Regions from separate parts of the Lactuca sativa genome. Here region 1 is linked to region 2. A link is a contact called in public Hi-C data. All regions are on one chromosome and are shown on one strand. The core of a region is the stretch at or near the end of the contact, and the rest is flanking DNA. Distances in the headings are between cores, read along the strand shown. Region 1 holds the start of LOC111906059 (protein indeterminate-domain 7). Region 2 holds the start of LOC111906060 (ATP-dependent zinc metalloprotease FTSH 4, mitochondrial).

The links. A called contact is a pair of places that touch in the nucleus more often than the background predicts.
Region 1: a contact with region 2 is called in a Hi-C map of leaf, with 3 times the contacts expected there. The contact joins the promoter of LOC111906059 here to the promoter of LOC111906060 in region 2. A contact is called at or near these places in 2 of 4 Hi-C or Micro-C datasets (both in leaf).

The regions. Positions count from the first base shown.
Region 1 is chr6:19,273,943-19,280,363 of Lsat_Salinas_v11, reverse strand. LOC111906059 (protein indeterminate-domain 7) reads right to left here and starts at 4,571. Exons shown (of 3, transcript XM_052764577.1): 1 at 3,700-4,571; 2 at 3,090-3,489; 3 at 1,655-2,848. The coding sequence starts at 3,910. The coding sequence ends at 1,804.
Region 2 is chr6:18,895,280-18,901,652 of Lsat_Salinas_v11, reverse strand. It overlaps LOC111906060 (ATP-dependent zinc metalloprotease FTSH 4, mitochondrial), which reads right to left and starts at 4,721. Exons shown (of 7, transcript XM_052764576.1): 1 at 4,461-4,721; 2 at 3,464-3,551; 3 at 3,108-3,377; 4 at 2,789-3,034; 5 at 2,393-2,517; 6 at 1,547-2,023; 7 at 385-1,458. The coding sequence starts at 4,487. The coding sequence ends at 538.

The DNA of each region.
Region 1 (6,421 bases), core at 3,322-5,821, 380 kb before region 2:
TATATTAATGCCAAGATGGCATCTCATGTATTTCACATGATAGAGTTTTATCCATTGAATGACAACTAGATTTGTCATGTTATTCAACTCGCTTATTGATCTTGCAATTATGGAGACTATAATGACATTAAGCTCATTTTACTTTCACATCTCTAATATATATGGATGGAAAATGTTTTATTCTTATGTTCTTGCTACTAGGCATGTTTGGCATGAACTTTTAAGAGCTTTTAGTTTTTTTAAAAAAAAACTTGAATATTTTATTTTCGTTTGATTTTTTACTTTTAAAAAAAACTTTGAATCCAAAGGGCATCTTTGGCAAAAATAGTTGTTAGCCGGAAACGGGTAGCGGGTAACTGGTAGCGGGAAGATCTAGCTTTTATTTGTTATATGAGTGTTTGGCAAAAGTAGCTGGTAGCTTTTGAAATATATAAAATTACATAAAAGAACAATTGATTATATATATATATATATATATATATATATATATATATATATATATATATATATATATATATATATATATGGGTAATTATGGAAATTGATTTTAAAAGCTCAGTAACATTTTGTTAAAGGCTATATGAAGTAACTTTTAGATTTGGAGCATTTTGTTTAAACTAAAAGCTAAACGCTCGTACTGTCAAATGAAGCTTTTTGTATAAAGTAGAGCGTTTTGTCAAAAGCTAAAAAGCTAGAAGCTTCCAAACGCTTCCAAAAGTTATGTGCTAAATACGCCTAAAAGTTAATTCAAATAGCTTCTTGGAGCTTTTAGCTTTTATTTTTTAATTTGTTTTATATATTTAAAAGTTAACAACTATCTTAGACAAACTTTTATATATAAATAAAAGGTACAACAAATTCTAGCTATCCTCATATAAAAAAACTACATGGTAGTTGTATACTTTTACTTTTACTCGAATAAATAAAAATAATTTTTACCACTTGTAACATTTTCATGCATTTTGCCACATGTATTTTTGTGGTTAATTCTTAGAAATTAATTTTTAATTGTCATTTTATGGTAATTTTCAATTTTCTTAATTAACTATTTTAAATTTTAGGTTATAGAAAGAATTAACGTGTCATTAATTTGTTTGTTTATATTTTCAAATTTTAATTTTAATATGTTTTCTTCAATATACATAATTCAAAATTAGCATTTTCTTTCAAAGTTTATTGTCATTTTAGACCAAAATAATTTACATAGGAAAAATAATCTAACTTTGTTTATTTCATTGATAAAACTAAAAAAATATTTGGTTAAACCACAAATATGATCAAAATATAATTATTTTTACATAGTTTGTTTTATTAGTATAAATTGAATTATTTATTTATTTATCATTTTGTTAGCATTTATTTTAAATTTTTATTTTAAAAATACTTAATGTTTACATCTTTATATTTAATATTTTTCTTAAAAAAATACTTATATTTATATATTGAGTAAATTTTTTTCAATAAACTGGTGTACTTGTCTCACACTTAGTTGAAAACTAACTTTTCAGCGTCTTTTTTTCTACATTTTACTGTTTCGATTAGGTTTAATTGAACATACCAAGGAACAAGTCTAAAACTTCAATTACTACAAGCAAATATTATGTTTTTCTTGAAACTTCCAACAGAAGAAAAAAAAAAAAAAAAGAAACGAGAATTGTAAAGTTTGCCTGGCGATTAAACCTAACAAAATCAACTGTAATAAGCAAAAAGGACTATGTAATTAAGCGCTTAAAACACGATAATAGGGTGAAAATATATAAGTTGAATTTTCCCATTATCGTCCATGGACTTGCTAGCTTAACATTACCCATGCCAAGGTAATTGATTTTGGTTCTGGCTATGATTATCTTGTTGCTGTTGTTGCTGCTGCTGCTGATGATGATGATAGGGTGAAGAAGTGCTTAACTGATCCAAACCAGCCATACTGAGAAAATGATGATCAACAGTATGAGGTGGAAATCCTGTAAGTCCCAAGAAATCCCTTGTCAACTCATCGTTTTGACCACCGCCATTTGCTTTACTCGGGTTCAGTGCTGCTCCGCCTGACGCTGATATAAATGCTTCTTGAAAGCCGGTACTGTGAGCACTCTTTGTTGAACTCATCATGCCATTATAAGCCTCTTGAAATGCAGTTGACATTCCAGTTGTACAAGCCAAGGATTCAGTATGAAGCAGATGAGAGTGAGCATGCATAGCATTGGTTGTGATTGCATCGGTTTGGTGGTCGAAGCAACCCGTGTTCACGTTAGCAAACCCGCCACCTAATCCCAGCATCCCTTGTTGTTCATTATCACTTGAAGACAAATTTCCAAGACCGGAAGCGTGATGATGAGCTGTTAACAGTGATGTAGGTGCACACATGTGATCATGATGGTGGGGCCCACTTAGAATGGACTGGTGCTGTTGCTGTTGCTGTTGATGTTGCTGTTGCTGTTGCTGCAGTGACATGACCATGGCAGTATTGGTACCAGTTGCAGGCTTGCTCATGGTCACACCCATCTGAGCTGCCTTTTGGAGCAATGCGGTGGCAGACATGTGAGGAGGAGAAGAAGGAGAAGGAAGATGAAGATTATTACTTGAATTGTTATTAGGGGTAGGGTTTTGTTGATGATGATGAACAAACCAGGATGGTAACTGATGATTTTGTTGTAAAGTATTCGTCATGATGTTTGAATTGAGTTGTGGGTGTTGTAGGAGATGTTGAGGTTCAGTTTTGAGTGGGAAAGTCATTGGCAAATGGAGAGGAAGGTGATTTGATGAAAGTAGTAAGGATGATGATGATGAAGATCTTGCATTTTCTCCTGCTAAAGCACCACAGAAGGCTCTGTGAGTAATGAAGCTGTCCCTCCTGTCGTCATGATAGAGATGGAACAAAAAAGAAACAAACAATTTAGCACTCTAAACAAAAAAACGAAACCCATTTATTGTATGTGGAAGCTTAAAAAATCGTAGCATAACACTGTTCTCTCTTTCTCTCACTCACACACACTTCAAAAATCTACAGTATATCATAATATGGATTATTCCACTCGTGAACTTTTATTAAATACTATATATCTTGTTTATTAAGAATTATTAGACCATTTTACCTTGAGAAAAGTGTGCCACAATCACATCGATATTCTCGTGTGCCACAAATCTTGGAATGAGCTTTCCAGTCGGATTGAACAGCATATCGCTTCGAACACTTCTCGCATTTCCATTTCTTCTCGCCATGTTTTCTTGAGAAATGTTTTTTGATACCAGTGAGGTCTCCAAGTGCTCTTGCGGGTTCATGGTGGACACAACTGGGTTCTGGGCATACATACACCTTCTTCCTAACCACCTCTTGTTTTGATCTTTGCTTCAGCTTCCATGGCAGATTGTGACCTCGTCTATGCAACTGAAGATTCTGATCTCTTTGAAACCCTTTGTTGCAAATCTCACATACAAATCTGTTTGTTGCCATCAGTGATTTTGGAGACATAGCTATCACCTCAGCCTCTGGGTCTTTAAGATTCAATTAAAATGATGTAATTAATCAAATAAAGAAATGGTCTTTATATATATACAACACTTTCAATATATATATCAGAAGGTAGATGCCAAGATGAAGATACAAGATCGATAAATATACGTCTATATTATATTAACATTGACGTATGTACATGGATTTGATAAGAATCAAACAAATAACATATGATAACCAACATGGTTTACCTGGATTGCCTGGAAGATTTCTCTTTTTCTTGTTGGTTTGCGTTTGATTGTCGGAATTAATTGGCACAGAAGCTAAGGAGGACTGTTGCATCTGCTGTGGTGGAGGGTACATAGTACCAACTTCATTCTTGTTACTTGATGAAGATAGGCTTGCTTCATTTGATGCTGATGTTAAGTTTGACATACTGTCATCCAAAAACATACCCTTCATCTCTCTCCTCTCTCTTTTTTTTTTTTTTTTTTCCTCTCTCTCTCTAGGTTATTAAATGAACTGGATTAAACAAAAATTCCTTTTAGCTTTCGCTTTGACTCGATATATCAGAAAGATTGACTGATGATACTTTTATCTTCTTTGAAACCCATGTTCTACGGATCTGAATGACAAGAAATTAAGCCTAAATAAGAAACAAAACATTAGAAGAGCTTTTTGTTCTTGATGAATCTAAGATAAGTTAAGATACAACTAAAATTCAAACGCCAAAAGTCTGGACCTGGCAGGCAGTTACCAAACTTCTTCTTGTCCGAGATATATAGTTATAAGCCAACTCTCCAAGATGATCCAACACAAGAATCCATACGCTCAAGTACAAATTGAGTTACCAAAACAAAAACAAAAATCCAATCCGTACAGGTTAAGAAAACAAGTTCATCAATACTCTGTGTGTGTGTATGTGTGTGTGTGTGTGTGTGAGAGAGAGAGAGAGAGAGAGAGAGAGAGAGAGAGAGAGAGAGAGAGAGAGAGAGAGAGAGAGAGAGAGAGATGTGGATGAGAACGTATCCCTAAATTTGGACCTCTTTGATCAAGCGGGCAGCTCGAACCTATCAAAATGGAACCAAAAAACCAAAAGGCAACCGCGATTCTGAAGTTGCATGTTTTTGTCCTATCCTTTGTTTGCTTCTCATTCAAAAATAAACTCATATACATTATTGGCTTTGCTTTTTGTGATGTACAATTACTACTTTCTCCCTCTCTCATATAAAAATTTATGGCACACTTAAAAAATGAAAATAGTATGTGAACAAATCATTAATATTGATTGAGAAAGAAAGTAATTATAAATTTTAATTTAAATAATCGAAAAGGCGTTATAATTGATATCAAATATCAAAAAGAGATTTGTAATACTGTTTCAAGCAACTTTTTGGACTTTTCTATTGCTCTTGTTCATAAAAGTTGAAATAAAGATAATAATGGATTCAAAATTTTTGCCATCAATATCGAAAGGAGTACATAAGAAAAGGGAGTGAGCTTTTGACACACGAAAGTCCACCTTCACATCCATCTTTTTCTTTTTTTGAAATTAAAGATTTTTTTTTGCCTTGGTATTAATTCTTTTATGCAATAAAAACAAATATATTGAGCATTACATACTAGGTTATAGTCATATTAACTATATGCTCTTCATTATATTCATTTACAGACAAAAACATAAGAAAAAAACAAATTGGTGTAAATATATTGAACATAACAATCTTTGTCAATGATTTATATGCAAGACAAAAAATAGGCCCTTTAAAAACGTAAAGCTTAATATTATTGTTGTCCAGTCAACTAATACTTTTTATTTCATTTGGTTATTAATTTTTTTCGATGTTAGTTTGGTAAATATCATTTAACCGGTTAAAATAGGGAAAATGTCTAATTTAGCCTCAGTTACAGCTAGTCTCGATTATACCAAGTATGTGTGGCATTTTTATTTTTAAAATTTTTAAAATTTTTAAAATCAAACTTAATTCATCTCGTAAATGTGAAACTTAATTCATTTTTAATTGATAAAACTGTAAAAATGGTCCCTGTGGTTGGCAAATTTATGCGTTTTTGGTCCAAAACGAAATCTTTGTGCACCAATGGTCCAAAATTAGATATTTCTATTGTTTTTGGTCCCTATACACTTAAAAAGACGGTTATGCCCTTATAATTTATATTATTCATTTTCTTTAATTGTTGAAATACGTAAACTAATTTAATTTGTAATTTTTTGAACTCAAAACAAAAAATAAAAAACAAATGACCCATTCCCCACTCTTATCATCTCCACACTCCATCACCTGTGTTTGGAACCACCATCAGCAAGCGCCGTTCTCGTCGGAGTTCACGTAGATCGCAACCACTACCACATTTTCCAGAGTCCTGGTTGTGAGACTCGCCATCCCCATCGTTCTCTCTCCCACTGTCTCGTTAGATTTAAAACCCCTCACCCTCATTAAAGCCACAAAAACTACCTTTCGCACCACCTGTAATCACCGTTGGAGCTCACCACCATTAAAACCACCTTCATCACCTCCATAACCTCCAACTCCATCCTTAATAACACCGTCTTTAACCCCTGCTTCAGCTTTAATTCAAACCTGCAATAATATTTGTGCTTAGAAAAAAAACAACAATTAAGATCAAATAAAACTCAGATTAACAAAAGGAATCAAATGTTGAATTTGTTGGAGCATGTGGAGGACGAAGGCAACATAATAAAATCAAGTGCTAAAACCAAGAACTCAAATTTGAAGCAGATTCGGTGATTGTCTCCTATGAATTCGACGTCAGATACTTCTAGGGTTTCACTGGTGTTCTCCCATTTGCAGTTTACTCTAAGAAAGAGGTTTCAGATCATAGATCAGAGTCCATTACTCCATAATCTGCTTCACCTTGATCAAATCCATCCTCTTCTTCCTTCAGCACACTTTCTTCCTCCAGCGCCCCTACTCTCTTTGTCCCAAACGTGTG
Region 2 (6,373 bases), core at 3,472-5,971:
ATTATAACTTTAACAAATGTCGTTCGATTTTATATACCTGTCATCCCCAGTTAGAATGACCAAAATAAACAAGTTCAATAACCAATGATAGTTTAAACAAAATATAATGACCAAAATAAAACATTCAAAAAAACTAGCAACTAAAAATAACCTAAACCCATAAATTAACCATGGTTAAAAAATAACCTAAACCCATAAATTAACCATGGTTAATCTTTTTACAAACTCTTGCAAGATATCAGAAAATATGATTCATTCTTTTTTATGCATCTTAGCAAGTATCATGGTCGTAATACAACAAATATGTTAACAAGTTCTCTTGTAGAATACTAAAAAAAACATTTCAACATTTAAAGATGTCAACATAAAAGCTACACGTCAACATTTTCACTGCCCCTTCCAATATTCCATTACTTTTCTTCATGTTCAAAATCACCATAAAGAAAGAAGCATTCAACTCATTTCAGCAAAGTATAGTAGTATATAATAAAGTCACCATCATTATATGCACATAACCCTAAACCATTCTACCTACCATCAAGATCCCACCGGAGCAATACCTTTCGCCTTGGCGGCAGCAGACGCCGCACTGGCGGCAGCCGCGGCCGCAGCAGCCGCAGCCGCAGCCGCAGCCGGATTCGGCGTCGAAGGCGGCGGCACCCGCTGAGGTGCCGCCACTTGCTGCGGTTGCTGAGCTGGCGCGTTGGCGTTTAATTGAGCCAAAAGTTCTTTAATCTGTTTTCCGGATAAAGTCTCGTGTTCCAACAAGGCGTTAGCAAGGGCATGGTGTTCTTTACTGTAAGTAGTGAGGATATTTCTGGCATTATTATATGCTTTTTCCAAAAACCCACGCACTTCTTTCTCAATCAAAAGTCTTGTTTCAGTGCTCATTGATTTCCCATTATCATCATAATTATGAGCAACAACACCAACTTCTTTACTCATTCCATATTTTGTCACCATTTCTCTTGCAAGCCTTGTAGCCTGTTCAAGATCCGAAGAAGCTCCTGAAGTCACTTCATCTTCTCCAAAGATAAGCTCCTCTGCAACTCTCCCACCCATACAAACATCCAGCCTGGCCAGCATTTCTTTCCGGGAAACACTCGTCTCGTCTTTTTCCGGCAGCTGAGCCACCATCCCGAGGGCCATTCCGCGGGGGACGATGGTGGCTTTGTGAACCGGGTGGGCCCCGTCGGTGTGGAGCGCCACCAGGGCGTGGCCGCCTTCGTGGTAGGCGGTTAGCTTACGGACTTCATCGGAGATGACTGCGGATTTCCGTTCACTGCCCATCATGATTTTGTCTTTGGCAAATTCGAGGTCCGCCATGCTTACCGATTTAGCACCGTCCATTGCCGCCTTGAGTGCCGCCACGTTCACCAAGTTTGCCAGGTCAGCACCGGAGAATCCCGGTGTTCCTCTCGCAACCACCATTAGATCGACATCATCCGCCTTTAAGATCTGTTGCAATGAATTGAAACGGTTTTTTAATTTTACTCTAAAAAAGAAAAAGAAAAAGAAAAAGGAAAGGGCAAAACAGTCATTTTACCTTTGACATGTGAGACTCCATAATCTGGCGCCTGCCTTCAACATCGGGATTGGGGACCACCACGCGGCGGTCAAACCTCCCGGGTCTGACCAGAGCCTTATCCAAGGACTGAGGAAAGTTGGTTGCTGCAATAACAATGATCCCTTCATTCTGTTTAAATCCATCCAATTCAACAAGCAACTGATTCAAAGTCATCTTCATGTATTGTTGATCCTTAGGGTTTCTGCTTCCACCAATGGCATCAATCTCATCTATGAAGATGATACAAGGTGAACGTTTTTTTGCTGCAGCAAAAAGATCCCTCACTCTTCTTGCTCCAACACCAACAAACATTTCCTCAAATTCACTTCCACTGCATGAGAAAAACGGGACACCTGCTTCTCCGGCGATTGCACGGGCCAACATGGTTTTTCCAGTCCCCGGTGGGCCCACCAGTAAAACACCTTTTGGTAATTTTCCACCAAGACGAGTAAATCGCTACACATCACAATTCAATCAAAAATTAATTTCTTATACTCTTGGGTAAATTATGTTTTCTCTTCTAATTTTGGTTCATTTTGTTTTTGTAATGTTTTTGGTCCATGTTCCAAGAAACTGGTTATACATTTAGGACCAAAATTGCATAAATCAACTATACAAAGGGACCAAAACTGACTCACAAAGAATAATCATTTTACATGGAAATGGAACCAAAAACATTACAAGTCAAATGAGGTTCAAAATCGCAAGAAAAAACTTTTTGGAACCACAACTGCGAAAACCAGCTATACTCAAGGACAAAAAATGTAGATTATTTCATAATCTTGGACTATTTTTAAATTTATAAAAGTGGATTTATTTATTCACCTTAGGGTCACGTAGATAGTAAACAATTTCTTCGAGTTCAGCTTTTGCTTCATCTACACCTTTCACATCACTAAATTTTGTGCTGGATTCCATACTTGGCTGGACCTCATCATGAAGACCTAGTCCTAGAAGGATATGAGCAATATTGTCCATTATTAATAACAGTTGTTAAATAAACAGTAATTTGTTACTTATCATCATTTATATACACAAGGGTAAAATAGCCATTTACTCAGATTCAGATAGTTGATTCGGTCTAAAAAAGAAGCAGTTACAGTTTACATATAATTATATTTATAGTTTATCCATATAGGACTCAATTGCAAAAGATAAAGAAACAACCCTTGGTGTGCTTGATAATGTATAAAGGACTAGGGGCAAAAGTGTAATTAATACCTTTAGTGATTCCTCTATCCTCTATAAGTGCTCCAACACCAGACATGAGTAGAAAAGTCATGCCCAAAGCACGAACTGTACGCCATATCTGTTCTTTCAAATGTCCTCCTTCAGTAGCCACCATATGTATAGGTGCAGCAGCTGTTCCCAACACACCTTCTTTTGTAGATTTTCCAACATTTTTCAAAGCTGAAAATCCACCAATCATTTCTTCTTCATATCCTCCTTTCCCAGACCCTGCCATTCCTAAAATTCACAAAAAAAATTAAGTAACATGGTTTTTTACTTTTTTATTCCATTTGTTCATGTTGACACTTACCTCTTTGTAATGTTTTGAGCAACTCACTTTCATCCAATCGGTCAACTTTAACCAGGGCTTTGACATATTCTTTAAGTGCTGAAGGATTTGAGTGCAAATAAGGCTGACTTTCAAATTGTCTTATCACAGCTTCTGGATCACTTTGATGATAAAGCTCCCTAAATGATGCAGCACTTCCTCTGTTGTCTGCATCACGTTCACGCATTCTTCTTGCAAAACCTCCACCATAGCTTGACTGAAACCTTCTTTGGCCACTTTCCACCTTGTAAACTGCAAATATATAATCAATTAATCATTCCATAGATTAAGTAACTAATATGGAAGGTTAATGAGTGTTTAACTGTTTATATATATACCTGTATCAGATACAACTGTTTGAGAAGTATTGTATGATCTGGTATACAGGCTTTTCAGAAGCTTCACTTGTGATTGTGGCCTTGAGACCTATTACATATAAATAAACACTAACATGGTGAATAGTAAAACCATTTGCAAAGTATATTAGTGAAAAACTCATGAAAGTATATTTGCGAATAAGTAAAGATGACAGATGTATTTTTTAATCTCCAATGAATATGATTGATTTAGTGATAGAACAATCGGAGGCTATGTTCACAAACTTCATAGCTAACTAGAGGCTGATCTCCTAATCTGCAGCATATAAAAAGTTCTCAACCAAACAAGAAAAAGAAAAAGTGATGAAAGAAAAGAGGAATAGAGAAAGTTGCAATCAATCACAGACAAGTGTGTGCCCAGAATTGATATTTTGTCTTTTTACAACATATAGGACCTACAATTAAACTATCCTAATTCCTAACACTTATTATATCATTTCATCACCAATTTTACCTAATCATACAGTAAGAACACGCATGGATTCATTTGATGGCTAAGCAAAGTATAAAGAAATTCAAAGACTATGTTGTCCAACAAAAACCGATTCTTAACATAATATTGCACGTGAGACCAAAAAGAACAATGATCATGAAAACACTTCAATTTCAGTACATCGAATCTGATGAATGTAACAAGACCACCAAAGAAACATTGATCAAGAAAACACTACAAATTTCAATATATAAGTATATACATATACATATATCAATCAACCAAATGTCCAACAAATTGCATCAATCTACAGCTACGTAACCATGTTGAAGCTACTCGAAGAAGGTCTGTGAGAACCCTAAACGCTCTTTCAGATTAGGGTTTTCTTTCTTTTCGTATGTAACCCTAACTGATTTCGAAGGAACGTTCAAGTGTAATAACCCATCCATATGCATAATTGACATGATCTAACCAAGAAAGATGAAACAGAGCAATTGTTGAAATAAAAGATGAAGGAAAATAGACCTGGGTAAGAAGGCGTTTTAGGCCCATCTTTCTCCTTCTCTTCAAATCAAAGGTCAGATCTTTGTCTCGCCCTTTCTTCCTCGAACAGAAATTTCAAAATAGATGTTTGATTCAAAGGCTGCGCGCTTTCAGCGAGGAATTGGTGGGTTTACGAGAGAGGGAGGGGGGAAGAGATGTCTTGAAGGGGAAACGAAAGATTGGATTTTTATGTTGTTTTAGGAAATCCTAATCCAATTGTTCGTTAAAGGGTTCATAGGCTGCTGAATAGTGAACACGCGTTGGTGCACGCCTCACCTAAGTATGCACCATTTTTAACTCTAACTCGTCTTACAAAATTGATTAAATCTTTCCTAATAAAAATTTAAATTATTGAAAATATATTTTTTAATTATATAAAATTATAATCGTTGATTCAAATAACTACGTGTTATCTTATAATTTGTATTAATTTTATTTTATTTTTTATTTTAATATTATTAATTTAATATAATTAAAGTAAAAAATTTAAAATGAAAAATCAATAGATTGATAAGTGGCATAACCAGGACCGGTCCCAGACAATTTGAGGCCTAGGACAAAAAAAATTTGGGGCCCTTACAAATTTCTTTTTTGTAAAGAAGACCTGCACCTCCGTAAATTTTTATTAATTAAAAAAAAAACAATACAATTTTTATTAATTAAAAAAAATAGTACAATTGAAGTTTGGGGACTCCCCACCTACGGAAAAAAAAAAAAAAAAAAAGGGGGCTTCGGGACTGACCCCAGAAGCCAAAAAAACTAGCAACTATTAATACAAAAAACTAAAAAAACAAAACAAAATTAAAAGGCCAGAACATGCTCTCTGAACCTTAATACATAATTATAAACATAACAAAGAAACAACTAAAGAAATTTACATTTATTAGCTTTTTTAGATGCAAAGTGATCAATTATAAAATCAAATTCAATATTATCAAACAAATCTTTTTCATGTATGACATTATCTTCTTCATCTAAATCATTTTGTTGTGCGACATTATCTTCTACATTAGAAGAATTTACTTTTTTAACATACTTATTCATAGATCCTCTTTGAGAATCATTAAATTGTCCAATTTTTTGTTTTTTTTGTTTTTCTCTTCCAGATATATATTTTCTATGAGGCATTTTTAATAGATAACAATCAAAATATATAGCAGATAACAAATAATCACACAGATTCACAAAAAACATATTAACTTACTAAAGGGAAAATAGACTACCTGATGACTAATGTGTGTTGCTCAGCAGTTGACTTTCTATTGATTGTCTATATCATTATATCCCCAGTCCTTTGAGCCCAAAGCAATAAGGAATCTGCAGACTAAAAGTACAAAATCATTTTTAAATATCATAATTTTTGAATTTAACAAACTCACAAAAAATAAATTAACAAATTTTATTGAAAAGAAACTACCTGTAGGTTGTAAGTCTGTAACCTGTTTAGATGTTAATAATCTTTGAGCAGCCCAAAATAGAAATGAAAAATCCCAAATCTGATTATCTAAAGATAGAAAACAGTTAAAAAGAGAAATCAAAAAATTAATTTCATATCTAATTGCCTCAAATCACAAATTTGATGACCTACAATTAAGCAATGATTCATATAAAATCAAAATAAGAAAATTTATTTCAATAAACAATGATTAATCATTCTAAATAAGAAAATTGATTCAATTGCAGATTCTTAACATAATAGTTCACAAATTAAAAAAAATAGACTTACATGTATTCAAAAAAACGGCTTGTCAACTGCAGCTAATTCTGAAAGAGTGTTGTTATGCGTTTGTACTCTACTTCAAATGTCATACGAAATCGGAAATCACCAATTCACCATTCACCAAAAGATTCGGAAATATTGAAAGGAACCAACTATTTAGAAAAATGAAATCAGA